2 separate regions of the Mus musculus genome follow, and region 2 is linked to region 1. A link is a contact called in public HiChIP or PLAC-seq data. All regions are on one chromosome and are shown on one strand. The core of a region is the stretch at or near the end of the contact, and the rest is flanking DNA. Distances in the headings are between cores, read along the strand shown.

The links. HiChIP or PLAC-seq counts read pairs in DNA pulled down with a chosen protein or histone mark.
Region 2: an H3K27ac HiChIP or PLAC-seq map of embryonic stem cells shows a contact between it and region 1, with 2.4 times the contacts expected there. The contact joins two enhancer-like sites. A contact is called at or near these places in 1 of 484 Hi-C or Micro-C datasets (erythroid progenitors) and 3 of 115 datasets of contacts at active chromatin or transcription factors (embryonic fibroblasts and embryonic stem cells).

The regions. Positions count from the first base shown.
Region 1 is chr19:46,833,624-46,840,037 of GRCm38.p6, reverse strand. All of the region lies in intron 1 of Cnnm2 (cyclin M2), which reads right to left. Among named protein-coding and RNA genes, the nearest start is that of Cnnm2, 75 kb to the right of the region's middle. Within about 2 kb of position 3,752, at least 17 of the 459 cell types and tissues checked have an H3K27ac peak or open chromatin away from gene starts, as enhancers often do. A contact at or near this core is called in embryonic stem cells, where this site is marked.
Region 2 is chr19:46,984,826-46,991,239 of GRCm38.p6, reverse strand. It overlaps a transcript of Nt5c2 not described here. Among named protein-coding and RNA genes, the nearest start is that of Nt5c2, 26 kb to the right of the region's middle. Within about 2 kb of position 2,324, at least 127 of the 459 cell types and tissues checked have an H3K27ac peak or open chromatin away from gene starts, as enhancers often do. A contact at or near this core is called in embryonic stem cells, where this site is marked.

The sequences.
Region 1 (6,414 bases), core at 2,503-5,002:
TTGTACTCAAGCTCCTATGTTTGCTTTGCAAGTACTTTACTGACTAAGCCTCAGCCCTAGGTGAAGAGATTTTATGGCTGTAAATGAAAAGACCCACTGGACTGATTTTAAGAGCTTATTTTGTGTGAATCTGGTTGAAATGGTTAGAAGCCCTTAAAAGCCAGAAGGCGGCCTTCTGGAGGGAGAAGGCATTCTACCTGTCGGAGACAGCTTCCAATGGTGTCTGTTGGCTCCAGCCTGCAAGATGACCTTCTCTTCCCCTCTTCATTTTGGACTTTAGGACAGCCATGAAACACAGCCCAACTCCGAAGGCCATGTGCACGTGTATCTCTTGCTGGGTCTGTTTCTCTGGCTGACCCATGACTGACAGACAGATTTAAGGTTTGTACCACGGAGAGATTTATCAAGCAGTTGCCAAAAGTCAAGCTCAACCTAACCTAAGAACTCGTGCCCCAATGCCAAGGATGGGCAACAGATCACCTGTCCAGACAGTGATCGTGTGAAGCCACATGATCAGATGTGTTCAGTGAGCCTCGAAGTGGAAAGGGCTGACGGAGCGAGTAAAGGACCCTCTCCAAACATAAGGCTAGCCTGGACTACTAGAAGCCAAGTCACTCACTGCCATCCCAGTATTTTCAACCTTGAGGCTGCCCTCAGAGTAGAGCTCCAGCTATTAGGCACAGAGGGGCTCACATTCCCACACCACCAGCAGCTCCATCTCCGTCTTGCTTGTTCTTCTGTCTTGTGGCCAGGGAACCCAAAGTGAGGTAATTAATAGAAAATTCCAGTCGTTATGCGACTGGCTTAAGAGCCCATCCAAGTGATTTGTGAGAAGTCTCAGGAAGCACAGGGACAGAGACTGGAGAGTTTTTCCATTATTTCCCTCTTTCTCTGAGTATTTAAAGACTTGGACTTTCCCATCTTTTGGGGAAATGTTCTTATAAATAGTGAGGCATGTCGAGCATCTCACTTCATCTTTTTTGGTGGTCTGTAGCACGCACTGGAATGTTTTCCTAGCAAATGATCAGCAATGGAAAATATGGCTAAGACAAAAGATGGCTCTTGAGCTGGGATGATGGGAACCTTCTCATCTTTCCCAAGAGACAGGTGGTCCTTCTGTAGAACTGGGGGGCTCATTTTAAAGCCAAGGATTCTATTTTTGTCTTTCCTTCAGACTCAAATCTCTGGTCAAGAGATGGATGAGGGCCGGGTATACTGAGTAGGTAAGCGTCTAACAGACTAGTGACAGTCCACCACAGCTGATAACCGAGTGTTAGAACGTCTTACGCTGACTTCAGCCTCATGGCCTTATTCTTAAGCTTTCCTTCTTGGCTGATAATCATTCAGGACCTTATGAGCTGCACATCTTTTATATCCGCTAACCTCACCTTCTACAGTCAAAGTAAGGCATGCAATTATAGCTTCATGCATAAAAATGAGTTCTGCTGTGATAGTTCACGGTAGATCAAAATGCTCTAGGCACAGGCACTATGCTCACCTATATTGTACCCCAGGGCTGGGTTTGTGGCTCAGTGGTAGTATGCTTGCCTAGTATATATGAGGTCCTAGGTTCAATCCCCAAGACCATAAATAAAACCCAAAAGAATACTGAACACCAAACCATGCCATACATGTGCCTAGCAGTGGAAATTTTAGGAAAGGAAGTCATTAATTCTTTTGAAACTGGCTTAGTGGTAGGGCTCTTGCCCGAACATGCAAGGTCCTGGGTTTGATGCCTGGCACAGAAAATAAAAATCTTCCTGAGAGAAACCAAGTAGGAACTTTATTATAAGACAAATTTTATCAGGACTGGGGAAATGGCTCACCGGGGAAGAGTGCTTGTCCCCCAAGCTCGATGGACTGATTTTTTTATCCCTACCACCTACAAAAGAAGCCAGGATTGGTTGTGTCTGCCTGGAACCCCAGGGTTTTCCTTACTGGGGTCTTCCCTTTTGAAGAAGTCCTTCCAGGTGAATGGGATTTGCAACAAGGTGGAAAGAGCTACTGTGTCACTACAGAGTCAATCTGCTGTGTTTTACAACTCCATAATACAAAGGAAAGGAGCCATCAACCTTCTTTTAAAATGTCACTGAATACTGCATTTGGAAAGAAAAACCCTTCATATTCAAAATCTTATCTAACTCGGTCATCACTTCTGCAAATCTTGCGCACATGATAAACTTGAAAACCAGGGTGGGCGAAAACACTTCAAGGTTTTCCTCATTGTCATGATTAAAATAAAACCTGGCATGTTGCTCTTTGGCTTCCTGTCCCCAGAAACCTCAAACACTTCATTGTTACAGAAGAAGGAAAAAAAAAAAACCCAAAACTGTAATTCAGCGAGTTTTAAAATCCAACATTTTCTTCTTTAAACCTCTTTACCATTCCTCCCACCCTTCTACTGCCTGCTTTTCCTTCAGTGTATCTAAAAATTCTCCCAAAATCATGCTTGGGATATTAAATATCCCATGTTGAAGGCATGGTCCCTGATGCAGCAGTGTGCAGAGACGGGCTTTGGGGAAGTGACTAGATCCCGAGTATGCTGACCTCACTGTTGGACCAACCCACTAGGTGACATCATAATTTGAAGATGGGTTATTGGGAGTTGGTGGAAACAAGACAGGGATCTTACTTAAAGAGTGCACAAGTGCATGCATGCTGCCCCCCTCCGCCCGCCCCGGACACACGCTTAAAAGATGGGCTCTCAAATACAGCCCTAGCTGGTTCCGAACTTACAGATTTTCCTGCCCTCTGGATAACAAGTGTTGAGTCTAAAAAAAAAAAAATCTGCATATCAGGGTTTAAATTTTTTGTATTTAATCCTCTGTGCATGTATGTATATCTCACATGTATGCACATGTATTCAAGTGCCCTCCACGTCAGAAGAGAGGGTCAGGTCCCTTGGAGCTGGAGTTACAGGTGGTCTCGAGCCACCCAATGTGAGTGTTGGAAACCAAATTCAGGTTGTCTGGATAAACAGAAAGCACTCTTAACCACTGGCAGCCCCCAGCGCCAACAGTATGTACTCTAAAGCAACATCTTGTCCTTGGCCCCTTCCTCCTGCTCTCTCTGTGCTTCCTGATGACAGTGAGGAAGCCCCAGCTATGTTCTGTCACCAGAAGCCCAGGGGAAATGGGACCAAGTATCCCCTGGCTGAGACCCCCCCCAAACCTTGAGCCATAGCAAGTCTTTCCTCCTCCAAATGATTTTACCAGTTCTGCCACAGCAGGAGCCAGCTCTATCTGCCCTGGGCATCAGACTCAGGCTGGCAGAGTTGAACAACGTAAATGCTTTTACAGCTGAGCCATCTCCTCCCACTCAATTTTTTAACTTTTTTTATTTGCCTATTATAGTATGTGGTGCATGTTCACAAGCGTGAAAGCAGGGAAGCACATGCTGTAGCATATGTGTGCGGATCAGAAGACAACCTAGAGTGTAGTCCTCGCCCCTCATCAAGGAAGCTTCCCTCTGCAACAGATAGACCACTACACAAATCATAACTGATCAAAACACAGAGTTGTGGACCCCAGTCCCAACGGATTCATCCATCCACAGCACAGCCCCTGCACGGAAGGCTCAGGGGTCACTGTGGAAGAGGGCATGAAAAGACGGTCAGTGTTAAAGCAACAGGAGGCTTGCTGTGAGACTGTATCTCCTAGAAATGTCAGAGAAGCTACACCCAGGATGTCTCATCCACATGGTTGGCTAAACAGGATCTGAACTTGAATGACTCCAAAAGACATGCTAATGTGAAAGGGGTCAAGGGCACAAGGCCTCAAACCTAGACAAAGAACTACAGACAACTAAGGAATGCTGAGAGTGGGAGAAACAGCCTTCCCAGGGAAGAGCTTACCATTGGTTAGCCAATACCAAACAGCCAGCCCTGAAAACATAGATGCAAGCAATTCTATACAGACTGAATGGGTTATATTTAATACACGTATATGCACACATGCATGTGAGTGTGCACACATATAACATGCACACACATACATATCCCCGTGTTCACCAATAGAAGCCTGGTCTAAAAAGTACTAGTACATCTATGTTATGGAAGAACTTTAACTCTTAAGGAACAAAACAGTAAGTAATAAGTGGTTATGGAAACTACCCTACTTGTAGTAAGAAAAATCTATATTATTCAGGGAATGTTCCCATCTGTGTTATTTGTACATTCTTAGAAAAACTAGGTGGGGCAGTCTCTGGATGGCCTTTCCCTCAGTCTCTGCTCCACTCTTTGTCCCAGCATTTCCTTGAGACAGGAGCAATTCTTGGTTAATAGTTTTGAGATGAGTGGGTGGCCCCATCCCTCAACTGGGGGCCCTGCCTAACCACTGGCTATGGTCTCTACAGATTCTATCTCTATCTCCCCGTTATTGGGTATTTAGGCTAATGTCATCCCCGTTGGGTCCTGGGAACCTCTTACATCCCTGTTATCTGGGACTTTCTAGTGGCTACTCCCAGTTCCCCACCCCCACTGCTACACACCTCCATTCAGTTTCATGACCCTCTGTACTTCTCCCCCAGTCTCCTCCCACACGTGATCCTGCCCCCTTCCCCCCATCTTCCTCTCTCCCTCTCAGATCTCTCCCTCCCTCCCTCTACATCCCGTAAATATTTTGTTTTCCCTTCTAAGGACTGAAGCATCCACACTTTGATCTTCCTTTTTCTTGAGCTTCATATGGTCTGTGAGTTATATCATGGGTATTCCGTGTTTTGGGGCTAATATTCAACTGCATATGTAGTAGAGGATTGCCTTATCTGGCATCAATGGGAGGGGAAGCTCTTGGTCCTGTGGAGGTCCAATGCCCCAGCGTAGGGGGATGCTAGGGCGGTGAGGCAGGAGTGGGCAGGTGGGTGGGGGAACACCCTCATTGAGGCAGGGGTAGGGGAGTATGGTAGGGGGTTTGCGGAGGGGAAACTGGGAAAGATGACACTTGAAATGTAAATAAATAAAATAACCAATTAAAAAAAAACTATAGGAAAAAGCCAATGGTATTGTGGTTTAAATTGACAAGTTGTGTCCTTCAGAGTAAGCTCCATAAGAACAACATGGAGACTTGCGCTTCTACACTCTATTGTGTGCAATCATAAAAGGTAACATGCTTATTTTGATTAGGAATTGATGTGCACTGAACCCCAACAGTCATGTAAAGACTTGCCTCTGGTTTGCTGTGGAGCCTTGAACCCTGATCCACATGCCCCCATTGCCCAATTGTTCTGGGATTACAAACATGTGCCACCGTGCCCTGTTAGTCACATAAAGCCCCCTAAGATTCCTCTTCAGAATTCTCAGCCTCGGCCTCTCTCCTTGGCCAAGGTGTCCAGCTGCACACTGCACTCCAGTGTGGACTTGCTCTGCACTGAAACCCCACAAGTAGACATCAACTCAGTTGTGACAGACAGCTCAATGTGCCTCCTACTTCCTGCCTTGGAATGTCTCTTGAAACTCTGCAGTTATGCATCTGAGCCCAGAAATAGGGCAGAAGTAATGTCTGTGGGAGGAACACTTCCCGATTCACACCCAAGCAGTCAATTCTGACAGCATCTCACCAGCCTCCCGACAGGCTGCACACCTGTTGCCTGCAGCCGAGGTGCTGGTGTCTTCGGATTCTGCGTCTGCCTGTTACTTCACTTCCCAACTCTCTAGGATTGAGTGTCACAGGAGGAGTTCTGCACATGCTCTTCTGTCAGGCTGATGTTCTAGCTGGCCTCAAGCTGAGCTGAAGTTTTTCTATCGTCCAGGTTTTGGCTTAGCACATGACACACTCTTCTGCTTGAATGACTTCAGCACCAGAGGCCTTGGACACAACACACATCCCAGTAAAAGAAGGGTCCTGCTTCTTTGTCATATACCACATAGGGTGGCTCAGTGGCAGGCCACTCTGGATATCATTCCTACTCTGGCATGACTAGCACTACCTAAACTGCAGAGTGGCCGCAGACACCTGATGGACAGACCCCACTCTGCCTATGCCAAGTGCTTCCTTTCTTAATCCTCCTTATAGCTGGATCCTAGAATGCCTAGGATCCCTGCATCAGCACCGCACAGAAAAGAAGAGAACTTGAGGTGGGACAAATAACCATGGCTGACTGTTAAATATTAGGCTTTCAGGACTTGTAAAGACATACAATACATGAACATATCTTCCAGAGTGCTTCCCCAGGCCCTGGAGTGGCTCAAGCCACTGTGTGTCACGTGAGCTCCTTCTATTTCCTCGTAAACACACTTCTGATTTTGTACTAAAATAGTTTCATAAAGGTAGGCAGAGCACAGGCTGGAAACTCCTAAGACCTATACATCATCATCTGCTGTCCAGCCTTACAAACTTTAGACATAAAAGTGTTCCATCTACCAACCTGGGGTAGTGACACGTGCTGATACCCAGCACTCAGGAGATGATGGCAGGAGAG
Region 2 (6,414 bases), core at 1,075-3,574, 150 kb before region 1:
TGCGTGGTGAGTGTCAGGACCTAAAGGTCAGGAGTTGAAATGTATTACTCAAGGTTTTAAGAAATCTATTTATTTGTTTTTGGTTTTTTTTTGTTTTGGTTTTGGTTTGGTTTGGTTTGGTTTTGTTTGGGTTTTTTTTTTTTTTTTTTTTTTGGTTTTTCGAGACAGGGTTTCTCTGTATAGCCCTGGCTGTCCTGGAACTCACTTTGTAGACCAGGCTGGTCTCGAACTCAGAAATCCGCCTGCCTCTGCCTCCCAAGTGCTGGGATTAAAGGCGTGTGCCACCACGCCCGGCTAGTTATTTGTTTTTTAATTTTTGCGATCTCACTATGTAGCACTTGATTGACCTACAACTTGCCACGGTGACCAGATGGCACTGAGCTCACAGAGAGATCTGTCTGCTTCTGTGTCTTGAGTGCTGGGATTAAAGGCACGAGACACCACACTCCCCTTCCTTCCTTCCTTCCTTCCTCCTTCCTTCCTTCCTTCCTCCTTCCTTCCTTCCTTCCTTCCTTCCTTCCTTCCTTTCTCTCTCTCTCTCTCTCTTTCTTTCTTTTAAAGATTTATTTATTTTTATTATATGTAAGTACACTGTAGCTGTCTTCAGACACTCCAGAAGAAGGAGTCAGATCTCTTTATGGATGGTTGTAAGCCACCATGTGGTTGCTGGGATTTGAACTTCGGACCTTCGGAAGAGCAGTCAGGTGCTCTTACCCACTGAGCCATTCCCTGCCACCCCCCACTTTCTTTTAAAACTATTGATATGTTTGCATGTATCTGTCTGGTGTGTCTGTGTGTTTGTGTGTGCATGCACGTGTGTTTTCATGTCTGTGAGTGTGGGCACCACACCTGCCCTGGCTCACATGTAGAGATCAGAAACAACTTTGGATGTTGGTCTTTGCATCCCATCTTGTTTGAAATAGGGTCTCTTGTTCTCTGGTGCAACCCTAGGGTAAGTGGCCCACAAGCGTCTGGGAATTCTTCTGTCTGTGTTGCTGTAGAAATGCTAGGATGATGCACTGTAGGGCATATGGGAGCTTGTTACCAGGCAGGCATGAGAAGTGGTCAGGCTGAGTGAGCGCAAGTCCCAGGGATCTCGGGATTGAGACCGGCAGGAGCGGAGCCGTTCCCTGCCGCCTCTACCTGCCCTGGAACAGAAACCACAACACCCCACTGAGGACCGTGGTGATCAGTCATGTGGCATAAAAAACCTCAAGTACTCCACACTAATGAGGTACCTAGATAAGCCCCTGAGGGTTCAGCCAATTAGCTTCCCTTCCTGTGCACTCCTTCCCGCAAAAGGTATTTGATCCCCGGTTCACCCTGAGTGAAGTGTATGCAATTAATATCCACCATCAAATAAACCAATATGACCAAGCAAGCTGCGGGGAAGGCCTTCATCTTAAAGAGCCTCGCCTAAACTCCCGAAGAAGTCCTTCTCTCTCTTCTTCCAGAGCTCACTTGTAATCAGACTGGTCCCGCCCTTCCTGGACTCTGTCTTCCCCTTCCTGTCCAGTGCATGGATGCCCCAAGGGGAAGCATGGACCATGGACCCTGTGCCCCGACTCCCAGCTGTATGCCAGTGGCGCCCAGGTACATAGGAGACTGGGAACCACGGCATAGGTCCCAGACCCCGCAGCAGACCACCATTCTGGGGACTTCGTTCTGCCTCCCCCGAGCTGCATGCCAGCTGTGCCCAGGCATCCCAGCGGCAAGGCAGGACGCAGTTCAGCAATGCACACTACTGCAATGGCTTCTGGGTATCTACCCACAAGGCCATCTCCCCATCCTGAAAGATGTTTTTAAAAAAAAAATACTTACGAATTTATTTCTTTAGTTTTCATTTCTTTAACATCTCTTTAATTCAATAGCCAAGGAGTGAGGCAGGCATTATTATTCTCATTGAACAAATAATTTATCACTGGGTCTCTAATTATCCCACCCTACCACCCAGTGACGAATACAATCTGCTTAGCTGGCTACTGGTTAATGTAACATAATGTAACACAATATAACACAATGTAACAACTGGTGAAGTGTAACACATGGAAGGAATGTGGGCCTTGGCTTTGGCTGACTTGGAGATCATATGGGTCAGCTACTTGAGTCCAGGAGGCCCCAGCAGTGACTATACATCACTTTAGCCACCTGTAAAGGCCCCTCCCGCCAATGAATGGCTGGTTGCCATCCAGGGCTATGCAGAGAAATGCTCGCCTCTCCCCTCTTTCTGCAGGAGCAGCCAAGCAGATCATGAACCTGAGAGCCCAGCGGTTGGTTCCAGCCTCTGGGTCAGGGGGCAAGGAGGCTGAAGGGAGGGGAGTGCCTGGGCACCCTGCCACAGCTGCACCTTTAGTTAATATTTATTCTTTCTTTCTTTTGCCCAGAGACTAGGGGAGCCCAATCACAGATAGTGAAGAAAACTCCAGGGCTAGGAGAAGCTGGTTCCTGTCAGGGGTGACTCAGGCAGACCTTTACAGCAGGCAGTGCCCCCACCTGGCTCTGTGCAGGTCTTTTGTGTGGTTGTTAGAGACCACACTACTTATCTGCTCAGCAGAGCAGTCTCCTAGGAGTGCAGGAGGGTGCGGCTGGGTAATGGGTACAGAACAGTTTTATCTTTCTGCACAATGACTTTCCCTGGGGGGGAGGGGGAGACCCCTGGGTCTCTTCAGGGCGTGGCACCCCTTTTCATTAAAACTGCCTTGTCTTTCTAAAACGCATTTTGTTAGTGTTTTCTTTCCCAGAGGGGACTTGTAAATTGAGCTCCTTATTCCTCAGCGCGATATAGAGCTGACCAGAATTTCTGCCAACTCATTGTTCTTCCTCTCTGTGAGCACGGCTTCTCAGCGCCGTGAACCACCATCTTCAGAGTCATTAACGACATGATTTCTGGACCCCAGAGCAGCTGAATTTAGAATGTAGCTCCTTAGCCCCAGAGCACAGCCACTGTTGGCCCCGCGAATCTGTGTTTGGATAGTTGTACTGACTCTCGTGGAGGCTGTAGCGTAAGGACCGTTTGTTCAAGCAAGACCACAGCATTTCCTGACCTGAGCGGTTGAGTTGTAGCCACTTTCCCTACTTGGGCCTTTTCTTCAACCCTCCGAAGACAGAACTTACCAGACACTTATTTTCTGATTCCTGAGGATCATTTATTTCAGATTCTTGGTTATTATATATTTTTAAAAGCAGGATGTCATTTTACAATCTGTCCTGATCTGTAATTGCCTGCATATCCCACCCATGACCTCAAACTCACACCAATCCCCCTGCTTCAGCTCCTTGCATGTAGAGACTATGTTGAACTACCAGACTTGAATCACTTCACCATTCCCGACCTGTGACGACATGACTGCCACTTCAGTCAGGCACACCCCGGATCTTGTCATGACACTGGGGCTCAGCAATGCCAGCCTTCTGGTTTCTGGCCAGAACGTCCTGTCTTTAGCCTGCTTACTTCCCCAATACCCAAGCCTGCTCCCAACTGCCTGCCTGCCTGCCTGCCTGCCTGCCTGCATCTCTCTTTGAAAATAAATGGCCTTGGGCTTCGGAGATGGCTCGGTTGGTAAAATGCTTGCACAGGATCTGAGTTCAATCCCCAGAACCTATGTAAAGATTTTTGGGTGTGATGGTGTGCCCTTGTAATCCCATCGTTGGAGTGGCAGAGACAGGAGGATCCCTGGGGCTGTCTAGTCAGGAAAAGGCTCAGTCTCCAAGGAGGCAGATGGCCTGATGATGAAACCCGAGATTGTCTTCCAGCTGCTACATGTGTGTGTGCGCGCGCGCGCGCACACACACACACACACACACACACACACACACATGCATGGTTTTTTAAAGGCAGTAATGGCTCCCTTTCTTCTTTTACCACTTCTCATCTGAGTACACACCCTGGGTTGGGGACCTTAGTACCACCCCCACCCCACCCCCATCATTATATCTCCCTTCCCTTCCTCTTGCCTTTGTCCTTCCTGACTTCTTTCTGACTACTCAAAAACTCATCCCAGCAAGGCCTCTTCTGGTAGCCATGAGCTGATGCTGTAAGTGTCTCGCACATTGGAAGAGAAGGCGGTGCCCCTGCTCGCTCAGCCTGGCCCTGTTCCTTTGCCCTCCAGTGCAGTAACTCCTAAGGCAGTCGTGAGCTGCCTGACATGGCTGCTAGGATCCGAACTCACATCCTGTGGAGGAGCAGCAGGTTCTCTTAACTGCTGAGCCATCTCTCCAACACTGAAATTACATCTTTTTTTTTTTTTTTTTTCGTTTTTTTTTTCGAGACAGGGTTTCTCTGTATAGCCCTGGCTGTCCTGGCACTCACTTTGTAGACCAGGCTGGCCTCGAACTCAGAAATCCGCCTGCCTCTGCCTCCCTAGTGCTGGGATTAAAGGCGTGTGCCAACACGGCCGGCTGAAATTAAAATTGCATTTTAAATGGGGTTATTGGATATTAGGTTCCCTTATGGGTTTTTTTTTTTTTTCATATCTCCTTCAGTCTGGCTAACCTCCTAACCCCCTTGCGTCCCCATCCCCCACCCTTTCCCTCCTGAAGCATCTCTACCTTTCTACTTCCCTCCCCCTCTTCGGCCATCCCCCCCTCCCCCCCACGGCTTTCTTCTGGTTTTCTGGCTTCTGCAGGTATGAAATGCAAAAAACTAAAAATTCAAAGCTGGGATCTGCATATGAGGAGAACATGCAACATTTGTCTTTCTGACCTTGGGTTACCTCAGTTAGTATACAATTTTAAAGTTTTCTTCATTTTCCTAGAAATATTATAATTTCTTTTTTTAACAGCTGAATAAAATCTGTGGGTGCGTGTATGTATGTGTTGTGTGTTTATGTGTGTATGCCTCTGTGTGTGTGTGTGTGTGTGTTGTGTGTTTATGTGTGTATGCCTGTGTGTGTGTGTGCATGTATGTATGTGTTGTGTGTTTATGTGTGTATGCCTCTGTGTGTGTGTGTGTGTGTTGTGTGTTTATGTGTGTATGCCTGTGTGTGTGTGTGCATGTATGTATGTGTTGTGTGTCTATGTGTGTATGCCTCTGTGTGTGTGTGTATGCGTATGTGTGTGCATGTATGTATGTGTTGTGTGTTTATGTGTGTATGTCTGTGTGTGTGTGTGTGTATGTATGTATGTATGTATGTGTTGTATGTTTATGTGTGTATGCCTGTGTGTATGTGTGTGTATTGTGTGCATATATGTATGTGTTGTGTGTGCGTGCGTGTGTACTGCCTTTTCATTATCCAAGTCCATTTCCTAGCCATGGAGAGTAGAACAGCAGTGAACATGGACGAGCGAGCAAGCGAGCATCTCCGCGGTCAAATCTGGAGTCCTTTGGGTACTGGTCAGGGGCAGGCACGTGTCCCCTGCTTGAGGTCTGACTGGAGAGGACCCACTGTTTTCTTCTGTCGTGTCATCAGGGATGCTTCTTGGTTTGGAGACACTGCATTCCTTCCTGGTCCTCTGTCACAGCCATCTCTTTACCACCACACATACCCCTAACCCCGCAGAGCAGCAGACCCAGTCTTGGGAAGTCAGAGGTTTTCTTCCAGTACCTTCTTTAAACTGGACAGGGGTGACTCGGGCCTGGGCAGGGGATCCCAAAGGGATTAAGGGAAATGAGGCTTCTTTATTGTTTGTTTGTTTGTTTGTTTGGGACAGGCTCTCATGCAGCCCAGGCTAGCCTCAGTAGCCTAGGCTAGCCTGTCTCACTATAAAACTGAAGCTAATCTTGAATTTTCTTCTGCTACCACTTCCCAAGTGCTAGGTTTATGAGTCACCAGGCCCTGCCCAGGAAATGGACCTTTTGTGGTAGAGGTGACAGCCTTGCTTAAGTACCTTCGGGAGGTAGAACTGGTGCCACAGGGCAGTCCTCAGAAGACCTCAGAAGAATGGAGTCATCGAGAGGGCTGGCAGGAAGACCAGGGGAAGAGGAACTGTGGAGCTTAGAGCCGCCCCTGCCATAGCCGCAGCCTTGTCCAGGAGCCACTTGTTGCTTGTTCTGTATGGGGACCGTGAGTGGACACAAGAGAAAGAAATGTAACTTTCTCCCTTCTACAGTAATTCTTGGGCCATACCATCTCAAGCCTGAGTCGCCTCACCCAGGAGCCTCAGTTCCCAGTGTCGGAGGCCTTTTTCCACAGAGAGGTCTGTGGGAAGAGACCCTCACCCCTAAAACTCCAGGACCTGTTCACAGGGACAGGGAGAACTGTGGATTGTACTGGAGAGTGGTTCTGTCCAGAAGTTACTATCCCCCATCCTTGAGAGAGTCCTGTGAGGCTGCTGAGGGAGAAGGAAGTCTCGGAGACTGGGTCCTCCGAGGGCGGGGCTGAGCACACACTACAACATGGAGACTTTCCGCCATAGTGCAGATGCCCTGGCCACCAACCTTCAGCCACGTCTGTGTCTGTACAGCTCACCAAAGGT